2 separate regions of the Zea mays genome follow, and region 2 is linked to region 1. Evidence: chromatin contacts called from public Hi-C data. All regions are on one chromosome and are shown on one strand. The core of a region is the stretch at or near the end of the contact, and the rest is flanking DNA. Distances in the headings are between cores, read along the strand shown.

The links. Hi-C and Micro-C count contacts between places; a contact is called where the count stands out from the background.
Region 2: a contact with region 1 is called in a Hi-C map of bundle sheath, with 1.8 times the contacts expected there. The contact joins the promoter of LOC100501574 here to the promoter of LOC100217295 in region 1. A contact is called at or near these places in 5 of 25 Hi-C or Micro-C datasets (bundle sheath, ear, endosperm and 2 more).

Annotation. Positions count from the first base shown.
Region 1 is chr3:172,403,659-172,408,185 of Zm-B73-REFERENCE-NAM-5.0, reverse strand. LOC100217295 reads right to left here and starts at 1,874. Exons shown (of 5, transcript NM_001359581.1): 1 at 1,437-1,874; 2 at 1,250-1,317; 3 at 202-417; 4 at 1-14. The coding sequence starts at 1,502.
Region 2 is chr3:172,891,981-172,896,507 of Zm-B73-REFERENCE-NAM-5.0, reverse strand. It overlaps LOC100501574 (Rhodanese/Cell cycle control phosphatase superfamily protein), which reads right to left and starts at 2,142. Exons shown (of 13, transcript NM_001196265.2): 1 at 1,893-2,142; 2 at 961-1,770; 3 at 689-789; 4 at 491-605; 5 at 1-56. The coding sequence starts at 1,958.

The DNA of each region.
Region 1 (4,527 bases), core at 625-3,124:
GGGATTTGGTGAAACTAGTGAAAATGTGAGAAATACATTAGTCCGGATTTTAAGATAAAAAACTGCATTAGTGCATCAGTCCAGACTTTCTCATGTTGCACTAGCATTTTCTATTGTGTAACATGATGGAGATTGGGATTCCCGTGCAGATTTGACAATTTGTACATACCATGATGTAGATTGTGAAGCAAATTGGATTACCTGCTCGGGGACGGTACAAGGCTACAAGCGTCTCGGCTGGGGCTTGTACCGCGGGATGAGAAATACAGGTACGGCCAGGCGTCGTGGCTGGGGCGACGGCCGGCGGGGATGAGGTCGGCTGGCAGGACGAAGCTGGACGGCGGCGCGAAGCAGAGATGTCGTGGATTAGAGCCGAGGTTGGCAGATCTGTTCGCTTCTGCAGCTGCAATCTGCAATCTACAGAGAGAGAAGCACTATACTGTATAAACATTACTACTCTATCCACCAACTAGTAACTGATGCGTGCCCTGCACGCGTAGAAAACCAAATATAACATTCCCTTAAGAGACATGAAAGGGGTTGTGAATCATAGAAATCTAACATCATCTTAAAAACATTAAATGACCAGTTGTAAATTATACAGTTCAAAGTAACAACACATTAAATGACCATTTCGATAAAAAAACATTAAATGACCAAAGGATAAAAGGGTTACCCCAAATGTTGAAGACCATTTCCAAGATTAGCTAGGTCTGTTGTATCTGACAATGATATAAGTGCTTGCTTCACTTATGCAGGTGTATAAATTTATACTTAGTCCATTGTTTTTTCAGAATTCATTACTAATCAGGAATATAAAATTTGACTATTGATCTATGAATTAGCTCATATACATGAAACTAATTGTAAATCATACAAATCCAACATCAGCTCAAAAAAACATGAAACCAATTGTGAATTATATAATTGAAATGAAAGTAACAGTGCATTTAATGACCAGAAGATAAAAAGGGTTACACAAATGTTGAAGACTCAATCCACAGATGTAATCTAATTTGAAGCAAGCATAGAGTAACCATGCAGATCCCAATCTGCGGGACTGCACCGATCGATCTAAACAACCAGTCCCTTCCTAAAGCCATAGTTAGATTCATCCAATAAAGCACAGATCCGACACTCGCTTTGCTAAACCAAAATCACAAAGCTTGAATTTCGAAAAGGTAATATGGTAAATCTTGCAGCTAGCTTAAGCCCAGCGAACACGGCATTAGCGGCTCAGCGGAAGTACCTGCTCGGCGAGATGTGGCAGTCCGCCTGGCGTGAACCTGCCGGGGCAGTGGCGGAGCCAGGATACTTCTAAGGGTAGGGCCGGAGATAACACTAATCACTATGAATTATGAAACTTTCTAGACACTATAATTTTCTCGGTGTCAAACAATAAACATAAACCATGGAATTGGAAACGCGAGGCTCACCATAGACTGCCGGGCTGCGACTGCGCTGCTTGCTGGCTGCTGGTCACGTGTGGCCCCTGGCCCCATGCGCCTGCTTGTTGCGCTGCTTGCTTGCCCGGCCGCCTGCGCTGCGCCTGCTTGCTGCACTGCTTGCTTGCCCGGCCCCCTGCGCCTGCTTGCCCGGCCGCCCGCATGTGGCCCCTGCGCCGGCAGAAGTGACGGCCGGCTGCCCCTGCTCGGTGCCTCAGCTCCTGGTCCGCGCGAGAAGCCCGCAGCCACCACACAGTAGAGAAGCAGGCGAGCAGGCTCCTGGTCCGCGCGAGCAGAGGAGCAGTCGACTAGGCGAGCAGCCCGTAGCCGCCACACAGCCGCCGCCCCCAAGGCCCCAAAGCCAAACCCTAAACCGGTATGCAGCAGCCGCCACCCGCCAGCCGCTCCGCTATGGCCCTATCAACACAGGGATGGGAGTTCCCCAATGGCCCTCGCGACAGTTAGAAGTGTCCAGAAGAATTTGGTGTAGGGTGAAGAATGTCATGTGTTTGCTCTCTGGTCATTGAGATAGAATCGAACGGCTAAAAATTATAAAATGACGTGGCTCTACGGAATCACAGCTTTGCTCCCCGCTCTTTATATATAGAATAGAATATAATAGAATAGCTCTTTATATATAGAATAGAATATATAGAATAGAATAGAATAGCATGTTGTCGCAATAGTATTCGTGTGTCAGTCAAAACTTTTTTAAATTTAACAAGATTTATAGAATATATTAGCAATATTTATATCTTCAAATAATTTTACTAAAAATAGATTTAAAAAATTATCTAATAATACTACATCTGTTCACAAATATATGACGTCGTTGACTTTTTTTTCAAAACTATGATCACTCATCTTATTCAAAATATTTATTTAAAAAAGTAAAATTTTAAGTCACACTTAAACAACCTTAAGTGATAAAACAAATCACAATAAAATAAACGATAACTAAAGTTTTTTGAATAAAACAAGTCTTCAAAGTTTTTTTTAAAAAGTTAATGTTGTCATATATTTATGAACGAATGGAGTGCTAATTATGTATTATAAATATTAATATTTTCGTACATAAATGTGGTCTAAATTAAAAGTATTTTACTCATCGAAAAGTGAGAACGACAAATAATTGTGGATGGAGGGAGTAGAAACCAATATGGACTAAATCCAAATGAACAGGTTGTAGGAAGGTAATAGACTAAAGTCCCGTTTGATTGGTCTCATTTAGTCCATAAATTTGTAAAACGGTAAGACTAAAACAGAGATTAAACTATCTTAGTCTTTAGTCCATCAAGGAGTGACTAAAAGAGACTAAACCATATTGATTCCACATTTGTCCCTCTTTTATTTCAATTGAACCGGAGAATGTTAAGGGGTATTTTGGTCCTCTTATGATTCATTTAATGTGTTCTGAATATTTTTAGTCCTTAGAATCAGACATGGTATGGACTAAACTTTAGTCCTCTAGCTAAACTTTAGTCCTCAGACTAAAGGAACTAAATAAACCTTAATAGTGGTATGTCGAATTATTGGGTCTAAAGAAAACAGATCAACAGCTATATAGAGGTATTTCATCTACTACGCGCTAGCTAAATAGGGCAATCAAGCGAGTGCAACAAATGGCGGAGTATTCTAGCGAGTGGCAACGACAAACAACCTAAAAAGTAATATATCCGGCAGGCAATACATCAATATCATATCAACTTTATACAGTATATTTTCTCTGTTTCTTTTTAGTTGTCGCTGGATAGTGCAAAATTGAACGCGACAAAACAGAGGGAGTACTTGTGAACTGAACATTAGAGCATGTGGATTTTATTGGGATAGGAGTGTTAAACCTTCATTGAGAGGCTGGCATGGTCCTGGCGGAGGAGCTCGGCGAGGAGGTCGGTACGGAGGAGCTGCGACACGTGCGAACGCATGAACTGCTCCAGGCGCGGGTGACACCCCACCGGGGGCAGAGCTGCGAGCCGCTTGAGCAGCGCCACCGCCATGAGGCCCTCCTTGCCCATCTCCTTCTTCCGCCACCATATCGACAGGCTCGTGCTCGACGCTGCAGACGAAGAGCACAGCCTCTGGTGGAGGTCAACATCTGGGGCGGCGGCGGCCCTGGACAGGATTTGGAGGAGGCGGCGGTGATGGTGGCGCGGGAGGAGATGGGAAAGCATTTGGCACTTGCAGTCTGGGACCGACCGAGATTCGGTGAAACAAGTGAAAATGTGAGAAATACATTAGTCCAGATTTTAAGATAAAAACTGCATTAGTGCATCAGTCCAGACTTTCTCATGTTGCACTAGCATTTTCTATTGCGTGCCATGATGGAAATTGGGTTCCCATGCAGATTTGATAATGTGTACATACCATGATGTAGATTGTGAAGCAAATTGGATTACCTGCTTGGGAACGGTACAAGCGTCATGGCTGGGGCCTGTACCGCGGGATGAGAAATACAGCTACGGCCAGGCATCGTTGCTGGGGCGGCGGCCGACGGGGATGAGGCCAGCCGGCATGACGAGGCTGGACGGCGGAGGATGCGGACGGCGGCGCGAAGCAGAGATGTCGTGGATTAGAGTCGAGCTTGGCAGAGTTGTTCGCTTCTGCAGCTGCGATCTGCAATCTACAGAGCGACAAGCACTATACTATTGTCGGCGTTTCGAGACCGGGGGGTCCCTGGACCGACGAGTAAACTGTCGCCGCGTGCCCCAGCCCAGATGGGTCGACGCGAGACGGAGCGCGAAGGGGGGAGACAGGCGTGAGAGGTGGAAATCCCGCGGCCTTCGTGTTTGTCCCACGCCCAGGTCGGTGCGCTTGCAGTAGGGGGTTACAAGCGTCCACGCGGGGGGGAGCGAGCGGCCTCACGCGAGCGCCTGTCCCGTCCTTTCCCCGCGCGGCCAACCCTCTGTAAGAGGGCCCTGGTCCTTCCTTTTATAGGCGCAAGGAGAGGATCCAGGTGTACAATAGGGGGTGTAGCAGTGTGCTAACGTGTCTAGCGGAGGAGAGATAGCGCCCTAAGTACATGCCATCGTGGCAGCCGGAGAGGTCTTGGCACCCGGTTCGTGTGGTGTCGTGGCCGTCGGAG
Region 2 (4,527 bases), core at 893-3,392, 490 kb before region 1:
TATTTAGACCTAGCCCCGAGGCGTAGATCAGGAACACCATCTTTTTCCCTCAAATCCTACATAACATAATCCAATAATGAGATTGAGAGAATGAAATCTTCTATTACCGTACACTACAGAAAACATGACAGAAGAGCTGCAAAATTTCAGTAACAAATAAAGAGCATGAAAAGAATGCAATAAACTATTGCACTCAGGCAAGAAGATAGTGGCAACTAAATAATCGTTTCTAGCAATTTGAAGTGTTATGTGTTACAAAATGGATTCAAAGGAGAGCTCCAAGGAAACGGGGCATGAAAGAAAACAAAGGCCAATGAGATTTACAATATCTTGCATCAAATAGTTTGGCACTATTGTTGTACTGAAGCAACAGCACAAAAGGTGACTAAACAATCCCTTTCTAGCATTATGAATTGGATAAAAGAAAGATCTCAGATGAAAAGGGACATGAAAGAAAGAAAAAAGGCCAGTGAGATTTACAATATCTTGCCTCAGGCCGAACATCAATGAGTACGGCTTTGTCATCGTTTTTCAATAAGTCAAACGCTGATTCAGGTGACAAGTCTCCAGAATAGCCACTGTATGTGAAGAGCCAGTACGTTGTCCTACAATGTAGCCAGAATTAGAAGGTTTAAAAATAAGCTGCAACTAGAGGTTTGGTAGGCAAAACAAAGAAATCTTCCTTTACCCTATTGTCACTGAACCTCCAAGCACAACTGCCAATTGAACAATAGGATCACTTGGATCCAAACCAACATTCTTCTCAACACCTTCAACAACTACATAGACCTGAATCACAGGACTCAGTAAATTTATTAGTGGTTACTTCAACAATGAACTTCTCAGTGGAACATTCATACAACTAGACATGTCTAGATGTTTAGCATCCCACTGAGAACAGTGGTGGAGTTAATGATCAGAACAAGTGACACAGTTAGGGTCTTAGTCCAACGTACATACCTGTTGCAGAGCATTTCCGATTGGTCTCAAGACTAGACTAGCTTTCTCCTCAGACGAGCTCAACAGATCTCTAACATTTGGTGGTAGAGACTCCTTCGCCGACCCATAAGAATACACAACGAATGTGGCAGCACTGCCCAGTGAATCCTCTGCTGCAACAATCGCCTTCCTGAGAACATCAACAGCCACAGTCCCAGCTCCGGCCACCTTCTCGTGCAACGCGCCGGAAGCATCCGTGACCCCTCCGGCGGCCTGTTGCTTACCGGCGTCGACCGACGCCTTGAGCCCACCTATCGCGTCGCGCACCGTCTTCCTCCACGCACCGAGCGCGTCGTACGCGGACAGCCTCAGCTTGTCGTAGGCCTCGGTGAGCGCGTCCTCCGCCTGGAAGACCTGCTTGCCGACCTTATCGATGAGCCTGGCCACGGAGTCCTCGACCTCGGACGCGTCAGACGGGAACGTGCTGGGGAACGGCGCGTCCGACAGGGCCCGCTCCGCGGCGTCGGTGGGAGCCGAGTTGACCACGGCAGTTGCGGCCAGGTCCGCGACTGCCGCCAGCGGCTGGTCGGTGCCCGTGCAACATAGCCCAGGGCTGGGGTCGGCGCTGGGGAGCGGCGGGAGCTCGGAGGCGGGGGCGCCGAAGGCTCGCGCGATGTCGTCCGGCGCGGCGATGTAGGGGGAGAGTATGGAGGAGTCGGCGAGCGGCGGGCGGTCGGGCACCTGCGCGACGAGCGAGTCGGCGTAGGACCTGAGCGCGGCGCCGACGTCCACCCTCCGCGCCACCCGCGCGACGACGTGCGAGGCCGTCACCTGCCGAGCAACAAGGGCAGTCAGCGCCCGGGAAAGCGGCAAATTGGATAAGACCGGTGCGGACCGGCTGATCGCCGGCGGATGTGGGTTTGGGTCTGGTCACGTGAAGGGCGAGGCCGCACCGGGCAGAGGGGGGAGCAGCTGGGCGCGGCGGAGCAGACGGGCAGCAGCATGGCGGGCGGGCTCATCGCGTCAGGGTCAGGCTGCTGCTCCCATCCGGCCGCTTCGTTGCCTCGAGTCGATGAGGGGGGACGGTCGCGGCGGCCGGGGCGAGCTGGTTCTGGTTGGGTTGGAGCTGGTTCTGGCTGCGGCGAGCGGGAGGGCGGGTGTGGTTGTGGTTGCGGACCGAGGAGGTGGTTGATCCGGGACGAGTGGAGGCGGTGCGACGACGAGGCAGGGTTTGGGATTTTGCCGGGATTGCGCAGATTGGTGTTCAGAGAATCGGCGTGTGGTGTGGCACTGGCAGTGGCTCTTCGGCCGTTCGGCGTCGAGGTGGCGGCGGTGGGCCTGTCCCAGCGCTACACGTGCCACATGATCGCTCAGTGTCTATTGGCTGTTTGGTTCAGTTTTTTCTAACCAGCTTTTCCGACAATCTAGCTGTGGAAAGAATCTGGCTATGTAGAGAATCTGATTATCATTAGGATTACGTGTGAAGGAAGATAAAGTTGTCCATGGGGCTCAGGATCTATAAAGTGACGTATTACTACTATTGCGACGACTCAACCGATTATATGTTTATGTTGATTTTGAATGTTTTTACCCAAACGAATTTTATAGAAGTTGGCTGAAAAGCTGAGTGTTTGACAGTCCGCAGCAGCTTTTGGTGGCCAGAAGCTGCGAAAAGCCGAAACAAACAGGGACCTAGTCTACTGGCTGCTTTGAGCTTTTCCCCTGATTGCTGACTTGCTGGTGGTTGCAATGACAACACGTTCGTCAATGTGAAGCATGAAAGTGTTGGCATGTGTACTTTACACTAGCCGATTAACAAGAATCGGAATAAGGTTAATTCTAACTGTCTAACCGCGTCCTTGATCGGGTTATTCTAACCGTTGGTTGCAGTCTCCGGTCAAACGAAGCCATATATCTACTACTCTATAAGGATGTAACGTGGACGTCCATAGGGGTACACCATGCCTCCACCCCCCTCTCGCCACGCCCACCATTCCAGGACTGTTGCACCCCTCCGTGCCCACATGACACCATCCCCATTGTGATATCTTGACCCCTGGGATGGTGATTTCCTGGCCCAAGGCTTAATAGAATCAATAGAGTATTCATACCAACAAGGTGCATTTTCTTTTTCGGAAACATATCTCGAAAGAACCTCCAAGTTAAGCGTGCTTGGCTTGGAACAATTTGGGATGAGTGACCGACTGGGAAGTCTTCTCGGGTGCACATGAGTGAGGACAAAGTGTGCACAAAAGACCTGTGTTGGTTTGTGGGGATGATATATGATCCTAAAGAGCTACCAGGAGTAAGTACCGCCGGTCCAGAGATTGGACGGGGTGGTACAAGTGGTATCAGAGCCGACCCTCAAGGTTTCACGGGCGTGTGTGGGCTAGGGGGTTTGGGTATATGGCGCATGGCGCATGTGGGCCCGGAGTGGTCACATGGCATGGCATATGACGACACTAGACACACAGACGTGGCTAGAGAGGGGAGGTTCCTGGATTGGGGTTGACCGAAGAGGACGTCGGTCTTCTAAGGGGGGTGGATTGTGATCAGGACTGGGCAAAAAAACCGAGACCGAAAACCGAACCCGATTAAACCGAAACCGAAACCGATCAGACCGAAATATCGGTTCTCGGTTGTATATTCGGTTCCCAGTTGCTATAAACCGATATTTGGTCCGGTTCTTCGGTTTCTTACCTCGGTTACCCGATCGGACCGAACATCTGCATCTGATTAACTGATTTAACCATTCAGCATTTCAGCCCATAGGCCATATTCACTCTACGGCCCATCAGCATGCATCCAGTCACCCACGGGCCACGGCTCCAATTCACCACCGAACAAACCCTATCCAGCATTCCAGCTAGAGCCAGGCAGCAACAGATGGCGACGTGGGCTCACGGCACGGCGGCAGGCGGCAGCGCGGCGCACTCGCACCGGTGAGGCGGTGAGCCGGTGACAAACTCCCCTGCTCGGCTGCTGGAGACCGTAGCTTCTGCGGTTCTGTCCCCCGAGCCTGAGCCCCGAGACCCCGACGACGACGACAGCTGCTCCTCCGAGCCCCGAGACCCCGACGAGTCGGCGACGACGACGATAGCTGCTCCTGCTCGGCTACTCGCCTGCTCCAACGCTCCCCCTCACCGTCTTCCGCCGCTCGCCCGACGACAGCTGCTCGGCTGCTGCTTGTGAACTATTATGGTTGCTTCTAGTGCCTGATTGTGATGTTTCTGTGCCTGATTGTACCGTATGCAGCAGTGCCTGATTGTGATTTTCGGTTCTGTTCGGTCATCTAAAAAACCAAACCGAAATTTCAGGAAACCGAACTCTCGGTTCTTGTACGCTAGTACACTAATTCGGTTTTGAATTTGCAAAAACCGAAAAGACCGAACCGATTTCTCGGTTAAAACCGAATGCCCAGGCCTAATTGTGATATCTTGACCCCTGGGATGGTGATTTCCTGGCCCAAGGCTTAATAGAATCAATAGAGTATTCATACCAACAAGGTGCATCTTCTTTTTCGGAAGCCTATCTCAAAAGAACCTCCAAGTTAAGCGTGCTTGGCTTGGAGCAATTTGGGATGGGTGA